Linked DNA regions of Mus musculus: all the other regions are linked to region 4. A link is a contact called in public ChIA-PET, HiChIP or PLAC-seq and Micro-C data. All regions are on one chromosome and are shown on one strand. The core of a region is the stretch at or near the end of the contact, and the rest is flanking DNA. Distances in the headings are between cores, read along the strand shown.

Evidence for each region. Hi-C and Micro-C count contacts between places; a contact is called where the count stands out from the background. ChIA-PET counts read pairs in DNA pulled down with a chosen protein or histone mark. HiChIP or PLAC-seq counts read pairs in DNA pulled down with a chosen protein or histone mark.
Region 1: a contact with region 4 is called in a Micro-C map of the G1E-ER4 cell line, with 2.9 times the contacts expected there. The contact joins the enhancer-like site here to the promoter of Def6 in region 4. A contact is called at or near these places in 5 of 484 Hi-C or Micro-C datasets (the G1E-ER4 cell line, the HPC-7 cell line, the N1E-115 cell line and 2 more), 2 of 115 datasets of contacts at active chromatin or transcription factors (bone marrow-derived macrophages and effector CD8 T cells) and 3 of 9 other capture datasets (adipose tissue, liver and pancreatic islet).
Region 2: a contact with region 4 is called in an RNA polymerase II ChIA-PET map of effector CD8 T cells, with 7 read pairs. The contact joins the enhancer-like site here to the promoter of Def6 in region 4. A contact is called at or near these places in 1 of 39 promoter capture datasets (embryonic stem cells), 1 of 484 Hi-C or Micro-C datasets (nephron progenitors), 3 of 115 datasets of contacts at active chromatin or transcription factors (the HPC-7 cell line, effector CD8 T cells and memory CD8 T cells) and 3 of 9 other capture datasets (adipose tissue, liver and pancreatic islet).
Region 3: an H3K27ac HiChIP or PLAC-seq map of the HPC-7 cell line shows a contact between it and region 4, with 8 times the contacts expected there. The contact joins the enhancer-like site here to the promoter of Def6 in region 4. A contact is called at or near these places in 2 of 484 Hi-C or Micro-C datasets (CD8 T cells and LSK cells), 5 of 115 datasets of contacts at active chromatin or transcription factors (the HPC-7 cell line, effector CD8 T cells, embryonic stem cells and 2 more) and 2 of 9 other capture datasets (liver and pancreatic islet).

The regions. Positions count from the first base shown.
Region 1 is chr17:28,404,792-28,409,916 of GRCm38.p6, forward strand. It overlaps Fkbp5 (FK506 binding protein 5), which reads right to left. Exons shown (of 11, transcript NM_010220.4): 9 at 1,294-1,479. Among named protein-coding and RNA genes, the nearest start is that of Gm22146, 39 kb to the right of the region's middle. Within about 2 kb of position 2,615, at least 116 of the 459 cell types and tissues checked have an H3K27ac peak or open chromatin away from gene starts, as enhancers often do. A contact at or near this core is called in the G1E-ER4 cell line, the HPC-7 cell line, adipose tissue and 3 more, where this site is marked.
Region 2 is chr17:27,995,773-28,000,868 of GRCm38.p6, forward strand. Anks1 (ankyrin repeat and SAM domain containing 1) reads left to right here. Exons shown (of 25, transcript NM_181413.4): 11 at 162-282. Among named protein-coding and RNA genes, the nearest start is that of Gm35290, 9.0 kb to the right of the region's middle. Within about 2 kb of position 1,624, at least 38 of the 459 cell types and tissues checked have an H3K27ac peak or open chromatin away from gene starts, as enhancers often do. A contact at or near this core is called in effector CD8 T cells, liver and memory CD8 T cells, where this site is marked.
Region 3 is chr17:28,013,348-28,018,191 of GRCm38.p6, forward strand. All of the region lies in intron 12 of Anks1 (ankyrin repeat and SAM domain containing 1), which reads left to right. Among named protein-coding and RNA genes, the nearest start is that of Gm35290, 8.5 kb to the left of the region's middle. Within about 2 kb of position 2,299, at least 158 of the 459 cell types and tissues checked have an H3K27ac peak or open chromatin away from gene starts, as enhancers often do. A contact at or near this core is called in CD8 T cells, the HPC-7 cell line, LSK cells and 3 more, where this site is marked.
Region 4 is chr17:28,206,429-28,211,746 of GRCm38.p6, forward strand. Def6 (differentially expressed in FDCP 6) reads left to right here and starts at 1,350. Exons shown (of 11, transcript NM_027185.3): 1 at 1,350-1,510. The coding sequence starts at 1,415.

The sequences.
Region 1 (5,125 bases), core at 1,365-3,864, 200 kb after region 4:
TTTGAGTTCGAGGACAGCCTGGTCTACAAAGTGAGTTCCAGGACAGCCAGAGCTATACAAAGAAACCCTGTCTCAAAAAACCAAAAAAAAAAAAAAAAAAAAAAAAAAAAAAAAAAAGCATGAGCCACAACTGCCTGGCTTTTTTTTTTTTTTTTTTTTTTTTTTTTTTTTTTTTTTTTGATAGCTGGGCTTTCTTGTGTGCTTAAATTCTGAACTTTGTAACAGCTATATATTTAAAAAAAAAAACAGCACAAACTTTAAAAAGTATAATTAACAATAATATTCCTCTCTCAAGGCAAAACAAGCCAACTAAACTCTTATATAAAATGTCTTTTTTGCCACTTTATATCTATTTTTTGTTGTTTTTAAAAAATGTATTATTGTGCTAGAAAGATGGCTCAGCAGTTAAGAACACTGACTGCTCTTCCAGGGATTCTGAGTTCAAGTCCCAGCAAACACATGATGGCTCATAACCATCTGTAATGAGGACTGATGCCCTCTTCTGGTGGGCAGGTACAGAGTCCTCATACACATCAATAAATCTCTAAAATAATATATTATTATTACCTTTGTGTATGCACATGTAATACTATGAATGAGGAAGAGGCCAGAGGACATATGACAAAGTTGTTCTTTCTTTCCCACAAGGTCCTAGGAATCAAACTCCTGTCATCAGGCTTGACAGCAAGTGCCTTTACCAGCTGAGCTATCTTGATAATAGTTATTTTTTGAGACAAGAACTCATGTAGCCCAGGCCAGCCTTGAACTCTCAATTCTTCTGTTTTGCCTCTCAAATGCTGAGACCATAGGCATTAACCATGGTGGTAAATGCTCTGAATAAGAATGTCTCCCCCCCCCCCCAGGCTTATATATTTGAATACATCATCACCAGGGAATGGAATTGTTTCAAAGGATTAGAAGGATTAGAAATTAGGAAGTGTGGCTTGTTGGAGGAAGTGTGTCACTGGGGGTAGGCTGTATGGCTCAGTGGTAAAGTGTTTGCCTAGCATGCACAGTGCCCTGGGTTCAATCCCCAGCCTTGCAAACAAAACAATAAAGAGGGAACCTCAAGGCTCTTTGTCTCCTCTCCCACAAAGGACCAGGGTAAGGAAGACCACAGATGAAGACTCTTATCAATTCTGTTAATGGCTTTATGTAAAATGCAGGATAAAAGTAGTGCACAAAAAGCCCCATCCTTTATGGCGTCCCAGCTCATGCTGACCATAGAGGAACAGCCTGAAGGGGGCAGAGGTGCCACACAGATAAACGGAGAGTGAAGTACGGCTCACCCACCTTGTCGCAGCACTCCACGGCTTTGTTGTACTCTCGGAGCTTCAGGTAGCACATGGCCAGGTTCAGGAAGGCTGCGAGGAGGAACGACTCTGAGGCTTTGGACTCCTTCTCTGACAGGCCGTATTCCATCTCCAGCCAGGACACTATCTTCCTGTACTGAATCACGGCCTGCGTGTACTTGCCTCCCTAGGAGAAAAAAGCCCCCAACAACTTGTATCCATCTGGAAAGGATGCAGTGAAGTGTGAGCGTGGCCTGCCCTAGCCGAGTGCTCACACGGAATAGTTCTGCATGTCAGCCCCACTCTATCTCCTGTCCCTCCCTAGTTCTGCGGAAGCTCTGCTGGCCTGTGAGGTGGCCTGGACCAGGGTAATGCCACCGCATGGCTGCTTCAGTGTTCTTTCAGCCTGGCAGCAGGAGGTTACACTGTTTGGAACCAACATTCCTCAGTCTTTCAAAAGGATGGTGAGCCATTTGGCTTATGGAAGAGGAGGTGACTTTCCTCTTTTCTCTTGGCATTCAGCACTGATAGTAAATACTGCAATATGGTAACTGGCAGTCCCCACACAGCAGGCCTGTCTAAAGCAGATTGTGCAAACGCTCGGCTCTCAGTAGCAGTGAAAGCAGAGGCAGCACGGCAGAGCTGCAGTGCCGGGGCTCTACCCCGGCACCATGTGATTGTTAAGAGTGGGTGGGCCAGAATGCCCTGTGCTGACCACGGCCATTGATAGCACACAGTGTACATAACCCTAAAGAGCAAGCTTACCGTGTGAGAGACTGTCCTGCTCTTGTCTGGTCTAGCAGCCTCCTCCGCCGTACCAAGGCCTCATGCATACTAAGCAAGCACCATCCCTGCTCTATTTCTAGGCTGATGTTTTTATTTCACACAGAAAAGGCCTTGCTAAATTGACAAGTCTAGTGCCAAACTCAGTCTTCCTGCCTCAGCTCCCAGGCAGTGCTTCTCAGCCTTCCTAACGCTATGACCCCCTTTCTCATAACCATAAAACTCCCAACCATGAAACGTTTTCTGTTGCTACTTCATAACTGTAATTTTGCTACTGTTATGAATCAGAACGTAGACACCTGATATCTGATATGTGACCCCTGTGAGGCGCTGTTTCAGAGTAACCAGACTCTAGATATGGTCCTGCTTACTACTGAGTTCTGAGAGTTGTAAACACTGAATGTTGTACATAGCACATGCCCTAAACAACAAACTGTGGGGTGGAGACAGCGTGCTGACTACTGTAGGTACAGCTGCACCACGGAATGGCAGCTTGTAACAACACGAGTAAACCTGGAATATAGGTGACAGTTCTTTTCTGCACAGTAATTACAAGCTTGAATACAGAGGACCCTTCCTGTACGACTGTACAAGGGATGGCAGACCTGACTGCACTCGGGAGAGGGAGCCATGACGATGTAGAGCTCTTCCTACAACACTCCAGCTCTCAAGCACAATCAGCCAGCCGCGGCCACACTTCCTTCCCAAGGAGCACTAGGGGGCGCAAGATGCCCGCACACAGCAGAGCGTCCTTAGCCTTCCTTTGTGCAGTGACAGTGCTACAGTGCCTGACAGTAACTTTCAGAACCGGATGAGGACAGTGCTTTCTGTGTCTCTGCATGAGTGTTCAGAGGTTGAAAGGAAGTTTCAACATCAGTCTAAATACCACATTCAGTCCCTCTCTGCCCACAGCTGAAACTGGCCTGGCAGGTGAATAGATCATGCAGATATTAAGGGACATAGAACTGTAGTCCAGCCCATCCCTACAGTCACCCACACTCTGCACATGGCACACATCACGTCAGATACTCTGGGAAGATGACGCTGGCCAGAGCAGCACAGCCAAAAGAAAGGCTCCTTAAACTTTGAAGGGAGAAGGGACAAGCAGACAGAAGGCAGTCCTCCAGCCTCTGAAGCAGACAGCCTGACTGGGGGGGTGGGGGGGTGGGGCGGCGGTGGGCGGTGCCTTGCTCCTCACCTAGAATGAGGAAGGAGCCTCCAGGAAGTGCTTGGTGAGACAAAATGTTCAGAGACATTCTGGGGTAAGTCTTAGGTCAGTGATTTTGAACCTTTCATTAATTTTTTTCCCCCCAACAGACTGATGTTTTGAAAGATCCTGTCTATCAGATTACATGTTAAAAATAATGTGTTCCGTATGTGTGACTAGTGATCCAGATTTTATCCAGATTGGTCATTTTAGGAAGATTTGAAACATGTTGAAATATACTTATCACCCCTGAAAGGCTCCCTGCAACACAGGTGATTGGCCTCAATGACATGGAAGGGACAGCTCCATTTCCAGATCCCTGCTCAGGGCTCCTATCGCCATCTGCTTGGCTGCCCATGAGTCATACGTTAGTTTATAACTTTGTTACAAATACACACTGTCTCTGCCAGTGTTTCTTTTGAGGTGACTATGGCCCCATAGTTCTGCAGTTGTCCCACATGGTGTTCTTGTTCCAACCCCCTAATGTAAGTCAGTAGTAGATGTGACAGCATTTCTCAGTACAGAGGCTCATGAAGAGTAGCCTCAGGTCTCTGCTTTATAGTGCTATAAAAAACAAAACAAAACAAAACAAAACAAAACCCAGGGGCTGGTGAGATGGCTCAGTGGATTAGAGCACCCGACTGCTCTTCCGAAGGTCCAGAGTTCAAAAGGTCTGAAGTTCAAATCCCAGCAACCACATGGTGGCTCACAACCATCCGTAATGAGATCTGACTCCCTCTTCTGGAGTGTCTGAAGATAGCTACAGTGTACTTACATATAAATAAAATCTTAAAAAAAAAAAAAAACCCAAACAACAAACAAAAACCCCAATAATTGTGTTTAAAGACTGCTGGTAAAAGAAAGAAAAAGCAAAGAAAACTTGGGTTCCCTCCAAGTCCTTTTTTTTTTTTTTTTGAGGCAGGGCTTCACTGTGTTGCCCTAGTTGTTTGGAATTTGCTCTGTAGGCCAGGCTAGCCTCAAACTCACATACATACACTTGCCTCCAGAGCCCTGTGCTTAAAGGTGTGCCAACAAAGCTGGCTTCTGGCTTGGGTCTCCACACTACAAGGCAGAGACAGGAGTCAGCCACTTGCACAGCATCACTTGGCCCAGCAGAAGACTGCCCGCTCTGAACACTCATCGAGAAGCCCTTCACTTGATGTGGAGACAGCAGGAATTTGGAAGTGGGCTGGCAAGCAATGGGCACAGCACTCCGAAATTTCACTTAATGAGTGTGGGTGTCAGCCCTGGGGGATAAAGCACTGGTTCCTGGGTCCTGAGGAGACAGGGCTCTGGAGAGGCAGTAATTCCCTGGGGCAGCTGTAAGTGACATCTTATCACTGTGGCCACAAGGCTCAGTGTTTTCTCCTCATCAGGTTCTTGGGAGGGCCGAGCCTGGTCATCCATGCCGGTCTGCAGGGCCTTTTTGGTACCCAGCCAGTATCATTTTTTTTTTTTTTTTAGATTTATTTATTATTATATGTAAGTACACTGTAGCTGACTTCAGACGCACCAGAAGAGGGCATCAGATCTCATTATGGGTGGTTGTGAACCACCATGTAGTTGCTGGGATTTGAACTCAGGACCTCTGGAAGAGCAGTCAGTGCTCTTACCCGATGAACCATCTCGCCAGCCCCTCAGCCAGTATCATTAATGGCATCTTTATCTTGTTGCTCAGTTAATAGTGGTACTGATAAGTAATGATATATTTCTTGATAAAACCTTAAATATTAAACATTTATTTTGAGGATATTTGCTGTGAAAGCTGCTGTTTTAATTTAAAGAGCGAAAATGTTTTAAAACATTTTTAAGATTTGTTTTTATTTTTTATTTACTTATTTTA
Region 2 (5,096 bases), core at 374-2,873, 210 kb before region 4:
CTAAGGACCACACACCCACCAGGCCCCTCTTTTATGGTCTGCGTCTCAGCCTCATGCACTGGACATGAAGTTTCCAGAATGTCAACCTCTAGGCAAGAATCAGAGCTTTGTCATGTGCCACCTGCCTCTGTCCAACATGTCTGGCTATTTCTGTCTCCTAGGGCCTGGCTGTGAGACCCAGGATTCAGAGTAGTGCTCCCCAGGAAGAGGAGGAGCACCCATATGAGCTGCTGCTCACGGCAGAAACCAAGAAGCTGGGGACCACAGACGGGAGGACTGAAGGTATGCCTACCCCACTCCCACAGCACAGGAAGGAATGCGCTGCAGGGACGGTCAGGCCCCCTGTGCTCGGTCTCCTTCAATACCCGGACTCCATGCCCTTGAATGGATGAAGATGCAGCCCTCCCTCACGTGTAGCAGGGCAGGTGAGAGTACCCAGGTGACAGCTGAGGTCACCTAAGTGACAGCTGTGTGAACAGAATCCAGGACAGCAGCACCTGTATGGAGACTAGCTGGAGCCTGTCGTGCTAGCTAGCAGGCTAGGTTGTTTGGGTCCATGATGGGCTCTGAGTCCTGAGCAGGCTAGGTTGTTAGGGTCATGATGGGCTCTCCCTGTAACCGTAGTGCTTTGGCACCTCGGCCTGCTTGTGCTTCTGGATGTATGTTCTAGCCCTGCAGAGGGAGTGAGCAAGGGCGCCAGGCAGGCTGGAGGTGGTGTCTGCAGAGCCTGCCTCTCCCAGCTCCCTGTAGCTATGGTGCCCTCCACTGTGCATGCCTCGTGCCTCCTGTTGGCTGTTAGCTGGCCATAAATAGAGAGAGATCACAGGCCTGTGCCACCACACCCCACTGACAACTTCTTTATTGAATGTGCCTCTCTCAGTTTATGGCCATCTTTATAGTGGCTTTGAGATCTTAATTATTTTGGAGAAGTTCAATTTGTCCTTTCTTTTTTAATGGCTTTTTAAAGTTCATAATGTCATAAGTCGTGTGTGTGTGTGTGTGTGTGTGCATATATGTGCATGAATGGGTGTGGGGTGTGCCTGTTTCTACATGTACATGCAACATGTAGGTTTGGTTGCAGAGACTAGAGGTTGGTGTCAAGCAGCTTCCTCAGTTGTTTTCAATTTATTGATTTATTTTCTTGCCAGGATGCTCTGAAACTTGTACTCTGACCAGGCTGGCCTGGAGCACACAGACATCCACCTGCCTCTGCCTGGCTTAAGTTCTGATTAAAGGCCTGTGCCCTTAGGGCTGTTGGACCTTACATTTTGAGACAAGGGCTACGTTCTCCCACCCCTGGCTGGTGCTATAGCTACATATACCACACTTGGCATTTTCTAGGTAGCTGATCTAAATTGTAACTCGGGTCTTGTGCTCAGAACAGGCACATCACTCACTCTCCAGCCCCAGAGGTATTTTTTTTCTATACTTCCTTCTAGAAATTTTGTATCTCTGAGTTCTGTACTTGAGGTGTGTTCCATGTAGAGGAGTTTTAAGTGTGCATCTCCAGCCGTATGGCCTTCGAGGAACCCCTTTCCTTCATTGCACTGCCTTGGTGAGACTGCTGTTGTTCCACAAGCATCTTGAGCATCCGGCCCTTTGGTCTCGCTGTTTCCTCTCAGAACTGAGATGATGATTTCTACCCACGCTCGCTCGCACTGGGTCTGTGTGTGGGCTGGTGCAGACGCCCACGGCTCAGGAAGTCCGTCCTGCGGGAGCATTCTAAATGTAGAGCAGGCAAGGCTCTGGTGCCTGCTCTAGAGTCTGAAACCACAGGAGCCGTGCATAGTTATCCACACCTGTAATCCCAGTGCTCTGGAGACAGGAAGGGGGGTTATGGAGACAGGCAGGGGGATTACTGTGACGTCCAGAGTTGAAAGTTGTGTGGGGCTACAGTGTGAACCCCTTTCTAAAAGGATCGTGGGAATTAACTTTGGTGAAACAGGCCTGTGCATTTGAATTTGGTGCTTCTTGAAGAAGGAGGGCGATTCTTTTAGGGGCTTCCTGTAGAGTGACCACACATAGCCAGCTCAGAGGGTGACAGAGGGGCTAATCCTGGCTGCCAGATGTCCTTGTGGAAGCTCTTCTGTCCCAAGCTCAAGAATTCTCCCAGCTCCTGAGAGCTTTGAAAGAAGACTTAGAGTCTCACGCCTGCCCCTCTGCTCCTTGCTGTTCTGTCCTGTGTGTGTGCACCCAGCCTACAGGCTAGCCCTTTGTCGTGGCCTACGGCCTACAAGCTAGCCCAGGCTAGCCCTTTGGCCTGGCTTACTAGAACTTTCAGACAAGGCAGTGAGGCATTAACTCAGTATTTTCTCAGAAGCCCTGCATGTTCTCTCAGGGAGCAGAAACCACCAGCCCAGAAGTGAGCAGCAGTGGCCTGCAGTGCTACTGGATAATTCCTTTCTCCTTTTCCATTCATGTCATCTCTGTATGCAGCTTTTATGAACTGACTGATCTGTTTTCCAAGGGTTATGTTTATGTCAGCATTGATGAGACAGAGTTTGGGCCTGTAGTGTGGGCTGGAAGGGGAGACGCTTTTGGATTGTCTTGTTAATTATACTGGTATATACTCACTAAAAAGGAAAACAACAACAACAACAACAACAACAAAAACAAACATTGCAGAAATAGAGATGGTATGCTAAGGCTTTGTCTGTCTTTGTTCTGAGCTGTGTAAACATGGCCCCTGCCTGCCATTGCTACCTTCATGAAGTAGTGGCCCTGAGATAGTCATGCTTCGCTTAACCCAGTGTGGAATCGCATGTGACAAGCCACCTTGAGACTCCGCCTTTTGTACAGCACTTGTCTTGGTTCTTAAGTGTCAGCCAGTTCTTCCTCTGGCACTGCTGAAGATCCTCTCTCTCAGCTCCATTGTCAGCTATGCTGCTGCAGGCATGCTGTTTGTATGTGAGTGCGCGCGCACACACACACACACACACCCCTCCAGGACTGCACTCACCCCACAATGCACTGTCACAGTGATGCTAACAGCATAGACTGTGTAGACAGTGGGCTGTAGAGACGGCCCAGCCACGGTTAAGACACCACACTGCTCCAGCAGAGAACCCAGGTCTGCCCCTGACACCCACATCAGTCTGCTCACAGCCATTTTATCCAGTCCAGAGACACAGGACCCTCTTCTGTCCTTTTTGGGCACCTGCAAAAAACAAATCTTTTTTTTTGTTTGTTTGTTTTTTTGTTTTTTCGTGACAGGGTTTCTCTGTATAGTCCTGGCTGTCCTGGACCTCACTTTGTAGACCAGGCTGGCCTCGAACTCAGAAATCCGCCTGCCTCTGCCTCCCGAGTGCTGGGATTAAAGGCGTTCTGATGACACCACCTGGCTGATAACAAGAATTTCTAATCCCTGTACCAGGGAGGTAGGAACACGAGGACCTTCCAGCTTTCCTAGCCCAATGCTAAAACCCTGGGCTCAGTAAGAGACCCAGTCTCACGGGACCTGAGCTGTACATACATGTACACATGCTTGCAGTGTGAAAGGCACACAAACATGTGCTTAGAAAACAAAACTGGCCGGGCAGTGGTGGCGCACACCTTTAATCCCAGAACTGGGGAGGCAGAGGCAGGTGGATTTCTGAGTTCAAGGCCAGCCTGGTCTACTACAGAGAAACCCTGTCTCGAAAAACATACACACACACACACACACACACACACACACACACACACACACAAAATAACAACCAAAACTGGGAAATGCCTTCACGTCTGAAGATGTGCACTCCTGCTTATTTAGTCTCTGGCATGCCTATGGTTTTGTGGCTGGTGTTTTGTTTTTGTCAATTTTCTTTTTCACAATTAATTTTCTTTTTTAAAATTAATGGTGTCTGCCTGAGGTAGTGCATGCGACGGTAGTCCCTGTTATTTGGAGAGCAGAGGCCAGAGGGTCTTTTAAGTCTGGGAGTTGAAGAGCATCTCAGATGTTACACTGTGATGTGGCAGACAGGTGGCCCTGAGAGGGGAGGCTGGGAGGTGAGCAGCAGGTGAGTAGAGATAAAGCGCCTGCGAAGCTCCCTCGCTGTGCCCGTGGCCGCCAGCCTCCTTGTAGCTGCTACACTGTATCTGAAGGGGGAGAGGAGCAGCCAGCCTCCTTGTAGCTGCTACACTGTATCTGAAGGGGGAGAGGAACAGCCAGCCTCCTTGTAGCTGCTACACTGTATCTGAAGGGGGAGAGGAGCAGCCAGCCTCCTTGTAGCTGCTACACTGTATCTGAAGGGGGAGAGGAGCAGCCAGCCTCCTTGTAGCTGCTACACTGTATCTGAAGCCGGAGAGGAGCAGCGGGAAGTCACGTGACGGACACAGGCCGGCCACATGTGCGAGTGGGATCAGGAACTGAGACAGCCTGACATTCAGTGACTGCAAACTCCAGGTTGGGTAGCACATAGGAAAGTAGCCAGGAGGTCTACTAGTCACACTGCTGTCCTGGGCACTCTGTGGGCCTGTGAAGTGGTGAGCGAGCATGAGGACAGCCGTGCATGGGAATGCACATAGTGCGGTTGGGGTGATGTTCCCCAGAGCCGTGCTGCACTTGAGTGAGAAGACTTTGGTCTTCTTGCCTGTCCTCTGTCTACAGTCCTCTCTCTGCTCCTGTCACCTTGGTGACCCCTCTCCAGGGCTGAGCAGGGAGTCCCCTTACTCAGCTTTCAGAAAGAGAAGGTCATGCCAGTCCTCAGGCCCTTCCGTCTCTCCCTGAAGACCCAGGCTGGCTTTTCACGGCAGGCGCTTGCACGCCTCTGTGACTCTGTGAACAGACAGCTTGGCAGTTGAGTCTCATGGAGCAGCATCTTCTCCCCAGCTTCTGACTCAGGCTTCTGACAAAACCAGGCCTCTGGCTGCCTCCCTCCTCCTGCTGCTGCAGGCTTAGGACAGCTCACTTTCCCTCTCATCAAATAAGCTTTGTGAGTAGTGGCTCTGTATTTCCTTCCACAGAATGTTTTGACAAATTATATGGATATGTACATGGGTGGTAAATACAAAAAATAGTTGAAATGTGTAAGGGGGCAGAATATGTTGAATTCACATGAAAGTGATTTTAAAAAATAAAAGCAGTTTGATGTTCAAAAGTGAGACAAATTATGTTC
Region 3 (4,844 bases), core at 1,049-3,548, 190 kb before region 4:
CCTGTCAGGCCAAGCCCTGAGCTTCCCCTTCCCCGCACTGCTCCTTAGAGCCAGCATGACGTCATCAAGAAGAGAGGTGATTGGTGCAGCTCCACAGAGGCATTGGCTTCCCTCGCCACCTAGAGGTGGGTGCAGACAAGGAGGTCTGCCCTTTACCCGGAACCCTCAGCTTGCCACGATCTGCAGTGTGCATTGTCCCTTGGTATGTACACTGGCGTGCTTGATCCTGGGCACTCCCACTCTAAACAAGAATGTGGCTCTCCCACCTCTGGGGACAGCTCGGAGCTTGGAATGTCTATTTAAGTTGCTTCCTGGCTCACACTGGAGTAGAAGCCTTACCCTCTGAGTTTCCATTGGTTTTAGGTTTGAAGCATTGTCCTGGCAGCTCTGCCTTCCGGGCTTTGTGTCAGATCCAGGGGCTCTCAGTATCTGCCATTTACCTGCAACTTGTAAGTCCTGGCTCCTCAGTCTGTGGTCAGACCAGTCAGCCTCCTGCTGCCTTCCTGGGCTATCATGGCAGCATGCCGGGGAAGCAGAGAGCTGGACCCCGCACCGTTGGGCTTCCTTGAGCTGCAGGCGTCTCCTCCTGCCCCCAGCCCGGCTTCCCTGCTGTCCTCACAGCAAGCAAGGGGCCAGTGAGCCCAGTGGGTACAGCACACACAACGGGGCAGATTCTGTGGTGCTGTATTTGCCAGCTGTGTGTGTGTGCGTGTGTATGCATGAGAGAGAGAGGGAGGGAGGGAGGGAGGGAGGGAGAGAGAGGGGGGAGAGAGAGAGAGAATGACACTACTACATGAACAAACATGAGCACTAAGGCATGCACCTCACTATGTAGTTGTCCTAGAAATCAACACATAGACCAAGGTGGCATCAAACTCACCAAGATCCACTGCCCTGCCTCCCAAATCCTGGGGTTAAAGATCTGCACCACCATGTTTTGGTTTATTTTGGTTTTTGAGATGTATGTGTATGGATGTTTTCTGCATGTATGTGTGTACTGAATGCATGCCTCATGCCCATGGCGTCCTAAAGAGGTCATCAGATCCCCTGAATTAGAGTTACAGATTGTCAACCAACACTTAGGAACTGGGGATTGAACCCAGGTCTCCTGGTCTTCTGAACGAGCAGTGCAGTCAGTGTTCTTGACCTCTGAGCCATTGCTCCAGCTCCCCAACATTTAAAAAAAAAAGAAAAAAAAAAAAGCTTTGGTGATGCATGACAGGTAGTGAAAGTTAATGTGTAGCTGATAAAAATGTGCTCTTTATCCCAGAGCTGAGAGTCATGGAAACATATTCTCTGAATTGGGGGAGGGGGTACCTGAAGGTTTCCCTATGCAGCACAGACTGGCCTCAGATGCAGCAGCAGAGTTAGAGGGGTGCACCACCACGGCCAGCTTTCGCTTTCTAGGACATTCTTACACAGCCTGGCTCGAGTTTCATAGTCATGGCACTGACAGACTGTGGGCAAAAAGGGTTTGTATGCTTCTAAGCATTTGTATCTGAGACACAGTAGGAGTCTCTCTTCTTTTCTGTGTGTTTATTTTTTTTCTCTGTGCAGTTATTCATCAGGCTGCTTTGTTGAGTGCCTGCTGTGTCTCAGGCACTGCTGTAGGTGCCGTAGGGAAAATAGCATCGTTCAGAAAGACCAAGTCTCTCGCTCACGACATGCGCACTCCAGAAAGCAGAGAAGGAAAGGGTGAATGAGCAGGTTTGACAGTGTGCTTGGTGGTGGGAGAAGGCCACAGGCGAGGACTAGTACAGTGGGCAGGCCAAGGGAGGATGCTTTTGAGGATGGGGAAAGGCTGGCCTGTGGTGTGGCTGGAGGTGGAAGCCACTTCCTGATCATCTGTGCTGTAAAAGCCATCTCAGGTTCCACCCTACACTGTGTCGTCAGAGACAGTGCTTTCTTTCCTGCCTCTCTCTGTGCAATGTGGCTGCCTCTCATTCCTCGTCTGTTTCCCGTTGGTTGGATTAGTTTATGTTGGCGCCTTTTAAACACTCACACATCATGGTTCTAAGTTGTGGGACTGTAATGAGATCTGACTTCCTGAGGCTTCCTCTCCATTGGGTGGACCCCTGAGTGAATTCTGTTTGGGGCATAGATGGCGGCATCCTTATCTCAGGAAGGAAGTTCCCATGAGTTCATCACATGACCAGGATTCTAAGACAAAAGAAGGGGTTCAGAATTGCTAAGGAAGAGAGTCAGCGGCCGGCCTGCCGTCGTTGGTCGGGTGTAAAGGAAGTCCGGTGGTGAGCACTCATGTGAGGCCCTGCCACAGGGAACTTGCCTCTTGTGGCTTACATGCGTCCGTGCAGGACCTGGCACATCTCACATGCACGCCCAGGAACATGGTGTGCCTTACGTGCATCCCTCCAGGGCCCGGTGCATCTTATCTACATCCACTGGGACATGATATATTTTGCATACACATCCCAAGGAGGCTGACCCTGGGTTACAAATAGTTCACCACAGCCAGGTGCAGAACTCTGAGATCTAGAGACTGCAGTCATCCTCTGGGCCTGGAGTTTGTAGGTCTACACACAGTAGGAGATTCTTAGGGACCAGAGATGATGTCCTCAGACAAGTTTAACTGGCACTGTTAAATTGGTGGGGGTGGGGGCGGGAACAAACCTTTTCTTATACAACTCCAGGAGAGCAATTCATGCAGCTTGAGTTGGCTTCCTTAGGAATCGGCAGCACAGGGCTTTCTACTCCCTTGGGGTCTCTAACAGTCCAGGTCCCCAGCTCAGAGTTCCCCCATTGCTGTTCTTGTTGCCCTTTCCAGTGCCAGTCCCTTTCAGTGCCACCAAGTGAATAGGAAGGAAGAAAGCCCGGTGGCTCTCCCGTGTCTCACCAGCTCTAATGACCCAGTGTCTGGCACCACAGGATCCCTTGTCCATAGCTGTAGGCAGCCTGATTGTCTGTCTGGACAGGTGGGAAACTGCTTGAGCGCAGTAGGGGCTTACAAATGGCAGTTTGTGGCAACCTGTTCCCGGCTGTCCTGATTTAAACAGCCAAGAAGTCATCATAAACACAAAGAAATCTGTGCTTTGTACAAATATTCTGGTTCCTTACCATTTCCTTGTTTCTTTGGGGTTTGGGGAGTTATTAAGGGGTGGGGTGATGACAGGGCGTCACTCATAGGTCAGTCTGGTGTGCAGCTCTTGGTGAACACCAAGGTTGAGAGTTACGGGCACGCCTTGAGCCCTCCCCCTTTCCGCTTTCAGAGGCCTTGGCTTCAGCAGGATGTGTTCCAGCCCAGTGAGGCCTCATGTCTGTTAGGCAAGGACAATGTCCTGCAGTCCTTGCTGGCACATTGTTCCTGTGCAAGTCTCTCTTCAGCCACCAGCCCTGTCCACTGGACAGTAGAGAACTGTGTCTCCACACTGCAGTTCAGGATAGAGCTGCCCAAGCCAAGTCTCAGAGCTGTTTCTGTGCCTCTGGACAGAGTTTGTGCCTTAAGCAGCCTCCTGCCCAGCTCTATGGAAATTTGGGCAGAGCCAACTCTGAACTCGGAATTCTTATATAGTGGGGGTTTTGGTTTTCTCTTTCTTTTTTAAATGTCTTCTAATGGCCAGGAAGAAATATCTTTCTTTGCTGTACTGGGTCTTGCTGTGTTACCCAGGTGGACCTTCCTTCCTCAGCCTCCTGGGTTGCTGGGATTACAAACAGGGGTGGACCACCACACTGGCCATGCAGCCACAAATTCAAGTACTGAGTGAGGAGCGTGGAGTGACAACTGTCCCCTTGCCTTCCCACACCCCAGTCCCTCTCCCTCGGTGTGATTTGTAGAATCTCTGTGCCTGAAGGGACTGGTCCTTCTCAAAGGATGTCAGCTGCCTTTAGGGTTTGTTTCTTGTGCTGGTGATGGAGCCCAGGGCGTTGTGCATGCTGGGAAATGATCCACTGCTGAGCTGAGCTCTTGATGTCCACACCCCTATTCTATTCTTTTCTTTTCTTTTCCTCTTCTCTTCTCTTCTTTTTTTTTAACATGAAGAAAAATATTTTAATTTTTGTTTTGTTTTGTTGTTTTCTTTTTCAAGACAGGGTTTCTCTGTGTAGCCCTGGCTGTTCTGGAACTTACTCTGCAGACCAGGCCTGCCTCTGCCTCCCAAGCACTGGGAGTAAAGGCTTGTGCCACCACCAACTGACAGATTTTTAAGATTTTATTTTAATTACGTGCATAAGCGGGTGGGGGATGTGTAGATGTGAACTCAGGCACCTGTGGGTGGGGCCAGAAGGGGACATCAGATCCCCTGGGGGCTGGAGTTCCAGTTTGAACCTTCTGATGGGGGGACTGAGAACAACACCCCATCCTCTGCAAGGGCAGTGAGCTGTATTGGCTGTGAGCTGTCTCTCTTGCCCCAGGAATGAACATCTCTCTGTAGTCAGATGGCTTTGCTCCAGTGACCTCTGGGTTTGCATCTTTGGTTAAGGAGACCTTCCCTAAGCACTAGTCTCCCAAAGCAGCTTTGTCTCCCCACCAGGCCTTGCGGCTTGTGTTTGCGGTTTCAGCCTTGGTCTCTTCTGTAACGTCTTTTCCTTGGTGAGCTCTCTGTTGGTTTGTAGCCCTGATCTGATCTAGTCCACAGTTCAGTTCAGTTCTTGAGGGGAGGACACTAGAGCTTGGGAGGTGAAAGAGCCGGCCTGAGGCCTCGGCGCTGACCAGTGGAGGAGGCGGTGCCTTTAACATGGTTGATTTTTAGAAGTTGGGTGAGCTTGATTTTTGTTTTTCAGTTGCTCTTGTTTCGATCATCAGGACACTTTGGAGTATTATCTTTATTTAGTGAGGATGTGTGCACATTCTACGTGCACACATAGGGTCTGAGGACAAGATGTGGGGG
Region 4 (5,318 bases), core at 100-2,599:
CTACCCACAGCTGTGTAGGAACACTGTGGGAACTGTGGGAGCCTCTCCCTCCCTCCTCGTCATCTCTCTGTATGATGCTCTCATGAGCCCCCAGCCCCTTCCTGCTGACAGAGCCAGGAAATCAGGGACCAAGTGCATAAGATTATCCTCTCCTGGGACACCTAAGGAAGCCCTCATTTGCTGTTGCTCAGCTGGGATCTTTTCTCTCCTCCTCCTCCTCTTCCTCTCCTCCTCCTCTTCTTCCTCCTCCTCTTCCTCCTCCTCTCTTCCTCTTCCCCCTCTCCTCCTCTTCTTCTTCCTCCTCTTCCTCCTCCTCCTCCTTCTTCCTCTCTCTCTCTCTCTTCCTCTCTCTCTCTCCCCTCCCTTCCTCCCTCCCCCCTTCTGGGCTTTTTTATAGTTTGTTTTTGAGACAGAACTGTTCTTCATAGCCTAGGTGGTCTCAAACTCATCCCAAGGTTTTAGAACTCCAAGTGAGGAGCAAGTGGAGGGGCTGGGTATATGCCCCTGTGAGTGAGTAGGTGGATGGGTGGAGCACAACTCCAGAATTAGCTTCCACTGACTTCATTGAAATTTAATGGCCACCATGATCTGTGTGGGCATTGCATCTGAAGAAGTGGAGGCTGCTGAAGAGGGCTCTGCCCATGGCCTGCCCTGCCCCTGACTGGATTTCTGACGTGAGCCCCACTGTCAAGGTCACCCTGTGTGCCTAAATACAGGCTCTGGTGTCTTGAAAGCCATCAAGTACAAAGTGGGCAGTATTCTGAAGTTTCTTTTAGAGCCAAGGCCCGGGGAGGGGGAAACAGCAAACCAAACTGCCAAGGCACCCTGTCGTGGAGAAGCGGAGAAGCAGCTGGCTCTGTCCTTCCTCCGCTGGGTTGCTTTTGCTTGGGTAGAACTCTGCACTGAGCTTCTGCTGGGTGGCTCTAAAGAAATATCCTGTCCCGGGCCTACAGGGCCTACAGTTTTCTTTCTGTCCAGTCTCAGGCACCCACACAGCTCTGTGAGGTAGGAACGTACTAAGAGTAGACTGTTGGGGCTAACTCATCCAATCGCTTCCACTTGGTAAGCTTGACTCCTGATCCTGTGTCCCTCCAAGTCTGGAAGGGCCTGCTTCCTCTCTCTAGAGCTACCACTGGGAGCCTGGGAAGATCCTGAGGCAAGCAGGCTTCTAAAGTGACTATCTGTGCTGAGGGAGCCAGGGCCCAAAGGAGGGCTCCAGCTCTGGGAGGGTCAGCCCTGGAAGCAGAGCGTGGCGAGAGCAGCTGGCTAGGCCCTGGAAGCAAGAGGGAACAGGCAGGTGGAGCTCTCGCTCCGCTCTGCACCAGGGCCTCTCTGCGGTCTGCAGCCGTTTGCATTTCCTGAAACCGGATCTTGGTGTCAGAGCCGCCCCTGGGCCGGGGCGGGCGCCTCAGCCATGGCCCTGCGCAAGGAGCTGCTCAAGTCTATCTGGTACGCCTTCACTGCACTGGACGTGGAGAAGAGCGGCAAGGTCTCCAAGTCCCAACTCAAGGTGAGTGGCATCCTTGGGGCTCAGGGGAGGCTGACTCAACGTGCCAGCTCCCACCCCAGAGAGTCAGCCACGGAAGCCTTTGCTACTGGCAGACACCTTGCCATCCAGCAGCCCTGGCCCCGGGTGGAGCGCTGACGGGGCCACAAAGGCAGCGTAGCTCAGTGGATGCTCCCCAGAGGGCTCATGCCACCAGAAGCCACTGTCTAGAACCAAGTACCCTGACTGGACAGACAGTAGAGGTGGCATCACGAGGTTCCGAGATTGAGTAGCCAGGCCCCTTCCCGGGCTCCTTGTGGGTTCCCCAGCGTCATGCTTGGGCACGTACCCTGCTCCTCCCTGTGGCTTCCTCATGGCTTTGAAGAAAAACAGTTAGTGCTTGCCCTTGGCTCTGAGAGCCTCCTCCATTTGCAAAGCAAGCTGGCGACTTGAAGCAAGCGGTAATGTGGGCCACCTATCAGCGCAGGAACAGAACAGGTTGGGAGATTTATCTTATAAGACCTCGGGCTGAGGGTGTCGGGGAAGCCGGGTCTGAGAAAACCTCTTCCGTGACCACACACACACACACACACACACACACACACACTCTACTCACCCCCATCATCTTAAAACCATTAGGCCTGGACAGTTCCAAGGAGCGGAAGGAGCTCTCTCCTTCCTGGGTAGGTGTCTTCTTCCCAGGGGAGAATGTAGGAGAAACCAGCAGAAGTCTAGGCTGCTGGAGCCAGGGAGTGTTGGGCCAAGTGTCAGAGTAGCCTCAACCCTGCTAGGGATCCAGTCACTCTCTGTAAATACTTTACCTGGAGCACCACAGGAGGCTGTGTCTGCCTCCCACTCGCCCCTCAAGATCTGGGTATTTACAATTTCCACTGTTCACAACCATGATAGGAACCCTGGGAGGCAGATGGCACAGAACAGGCATGGCCCACCTCTGTCTCAACTCCGACATTGCTGAAGCTGGGTCCTATGAACTTAGAAGCTCTAGCCAGCTCCATCTACCCAGCTGAGCTGGCTTTCTGAGCATCTAATGACTAAGGTTCTACTGCCCCAGGAAAGAGAGTCCAGTACCACCTCTGGTTCCCTAGAGAGGCAAGGTTAGCCCTTCCCATGTCTGCCCAGCTCTCGTCACCGAGTTGAGTTCTGCCCAGAAAGAAAAACAGGTCATCCAGACACCAATCCTGTAGAAACTGTGCCCCCCCCCCCCACACACACACCTTCCCCCAAACCCTGTCTCTTTAGTACTCCACCACATGGCTTCTTGCTCCCAAGATACTATGTTCCATCTCTGTGACTTCTGACCCCTCTCCAGGCTCTCTGTGTGCCTTGTGTGCATAGTGTGCAGCCCTTGGTGTCATCAGTTAGAAAGGCCTCCCAATTAGAGCCCCCCCCCCCGTTAGCTTCTGACCAGCCCCTTCCTGCCCCACTCCCACTCCCCAATGCCCACAGGTTGGGAATTTCTGGGGAAGAACCTCTGAGCGCATATACCCTTAAACTGTGCTCCTCCCTGCTCGAATCGAGCCCTCTTGTAGTGACATCTCTGGCCAGAAACAGTAAATGTCACTCACATCTGCCTCACAGGAAACCTGTCCACTCTCAAACTAACACTGAGAGTTTTGGGGCCATGTGAATGAGAGGCAGAAATGTCAGGACCCTTGCATGTGAGGGAAGGGTCCCCCCCCCCCAACCTGGGCCAATGTGGTGGATGCTGGGCCGGGAGGGAAGTAATGACATTGCTGGAGGTGGGGAGAGTCAGAGAGGAGGAATGGAGAAGTGGTCAGAAGGTGGAGGAAGAAGCAGAGGACAGAGATAGGCTAGCAGGGTACACCCAGTCTCCTGTGGATGTAGGGGGTGAGGGCTCGGGCTTAGCTGGTTTTAAGAATATGGTTCACAGCCTTGGTGGCCTCTGATGGGGACAGGCAGGAAACTGTATAACCCCCCCAACCCCAGATCACACTGAGTCTGAGTTGCCTCTTCTCCCCTCCGAATGCTTATGGAGGGCTGCTTTGGTTGGCCTGGTGCATCCTGGGGGGGGCCAGAGGGGGAGGGGGAGGGGCTGGGCTGAGAAAAGCCCAGGTGGGACACACCTGGATGTGGTGGCACACCTGTGATCCCAGGACTTGAGGTTGAAGCACGACACTCCAGGGATTGTCTCAAAAAAAAAAAAAAAAAAAAAAAAGAAAAGAAAAGAAAAAAGAAGAAGGAGAAGAAGAAGGAGGAGGAGGAGGAGAAAGAAGGAGGAGAAGGAGAAAGAAGGAGAAGAAGAAGAAGAAGAAGAAGAAGAAGAAGAAGAAGAAGAAGAAAAACGAATGTAGAGGACAGAGAGGGAGGGAGGTTTTTTGGGGGGGGGGCAGGGCTGGGTGCGGGAGAAACAAGATTTTTTTTTTTTTTTTTTTTTTTTTTTTTGGTTTTTCCAGACAGGGTTTCTCTGTGTGGCCCTGGCTGTCCTGGAACTCATTCTGTAGACCAGGCTGGCCTCGAACTCAGAAATCCACCTGCCTCTGCCTCCCGAGTGCTAGGATTAAAGGCGTGTGCCACCACGCCCGGCTACAAGATTTCTTCTATGAAGTCTCTTATTTGCTTTTTTGGTTTCGTTTGTTTTGTTATGATTTTAAAATTTTTGTTTAGTTAGTTAGGTGGTGGTTGTTGTTGTTGTTGTTGTTTGAGACAGGATTTCTCTGTGCAGCCCTGGCTGTCCTGGGACTCACTTTATAGACCAGGCTGGCCTTGATCTCACAGAGATCCATCTGCCTCTGCCTCCCAAGTGCTGGGATTAAAGGCTATTTATTTATTTCCATATTATTGCATTTGCTTATGTGTGTGTGTGTGTGTGTGTATGTGGGGGGGTATGTGTGGTGTGTGTGTGTGTGTATGTATGTGTGAGTGTGTATGTGAGGGGTGTGTGTATGTATGTATGTGTGTGTATGTGTGAGTGTGTATGTATGTGTGCATGTGTGTGTGTGTGTATGTATGTGTGAGTGTGTATGTGTGTGTGTATGTGTGTGTATATGTGTGTATGTGTATGTGTGTGTGTATGTGTGAGTGTGTATGTATGTGTGTATGTGTGTGTATGTATGTGTGAGTGTGTATGTGTGTGGGGGTATGTGCGTGTATGTGTGTGTATGTGTATGTGTGTGTATGTGTATGTGTGTGTGTATGTGTGAGTGTGTATGTATGTGTGTGTGTATGTATGTGTGAGTGTGTATGGGGGGGTATGTGTGGTGTGTGGGTGTGTGTGTGTATGTGTGGTGACTACAGTGCACATGTGAAGGTCAGAGGACAGCTTAGGGAGCCAGGCCTCTCCTCCCACCAGGTGGGTCCCAGATACTGAACTGGAGTTGCTGGGCTGGGACAAGCACCCTCACCTGCTGAGCCTTCCTCCCTCATTGCTTTAGAAAGTCCAACTTTTGTCTAGTTTGCTATGAATGGTGAAAATGGACCAGTGAGAAGAGCTGTCCTGCCCAGGCAGACTCAGACTGGGAGGTCTTGCCACAGTATCTTGCCTTAAATCCCAGAACTCAGTGTAGCCCAGGCTAGCCTTAAACATTCCTGCCTCTTCCAAGTGCAGGGACTAACGGCCTGTGCCACCATGCCTGGCTGCATCTTTTAAGAGAATGACTCGAAACCTATGCAGAGGTCACACCTATGATCCCAGCACTTGGGGGGAGCCAGGGGGGTGCGTTGCTGAGTCAGGAGGATTGCTGAGAAGTTGGGGCCAGCCTGAGCTACAGTGTAAGATCCTATCTCAAAAAAAAGAACAAACCCTGTTTAGGAGAGAGATTATTCATGCTTTGTGAGGTCACTGCCTGCTGCT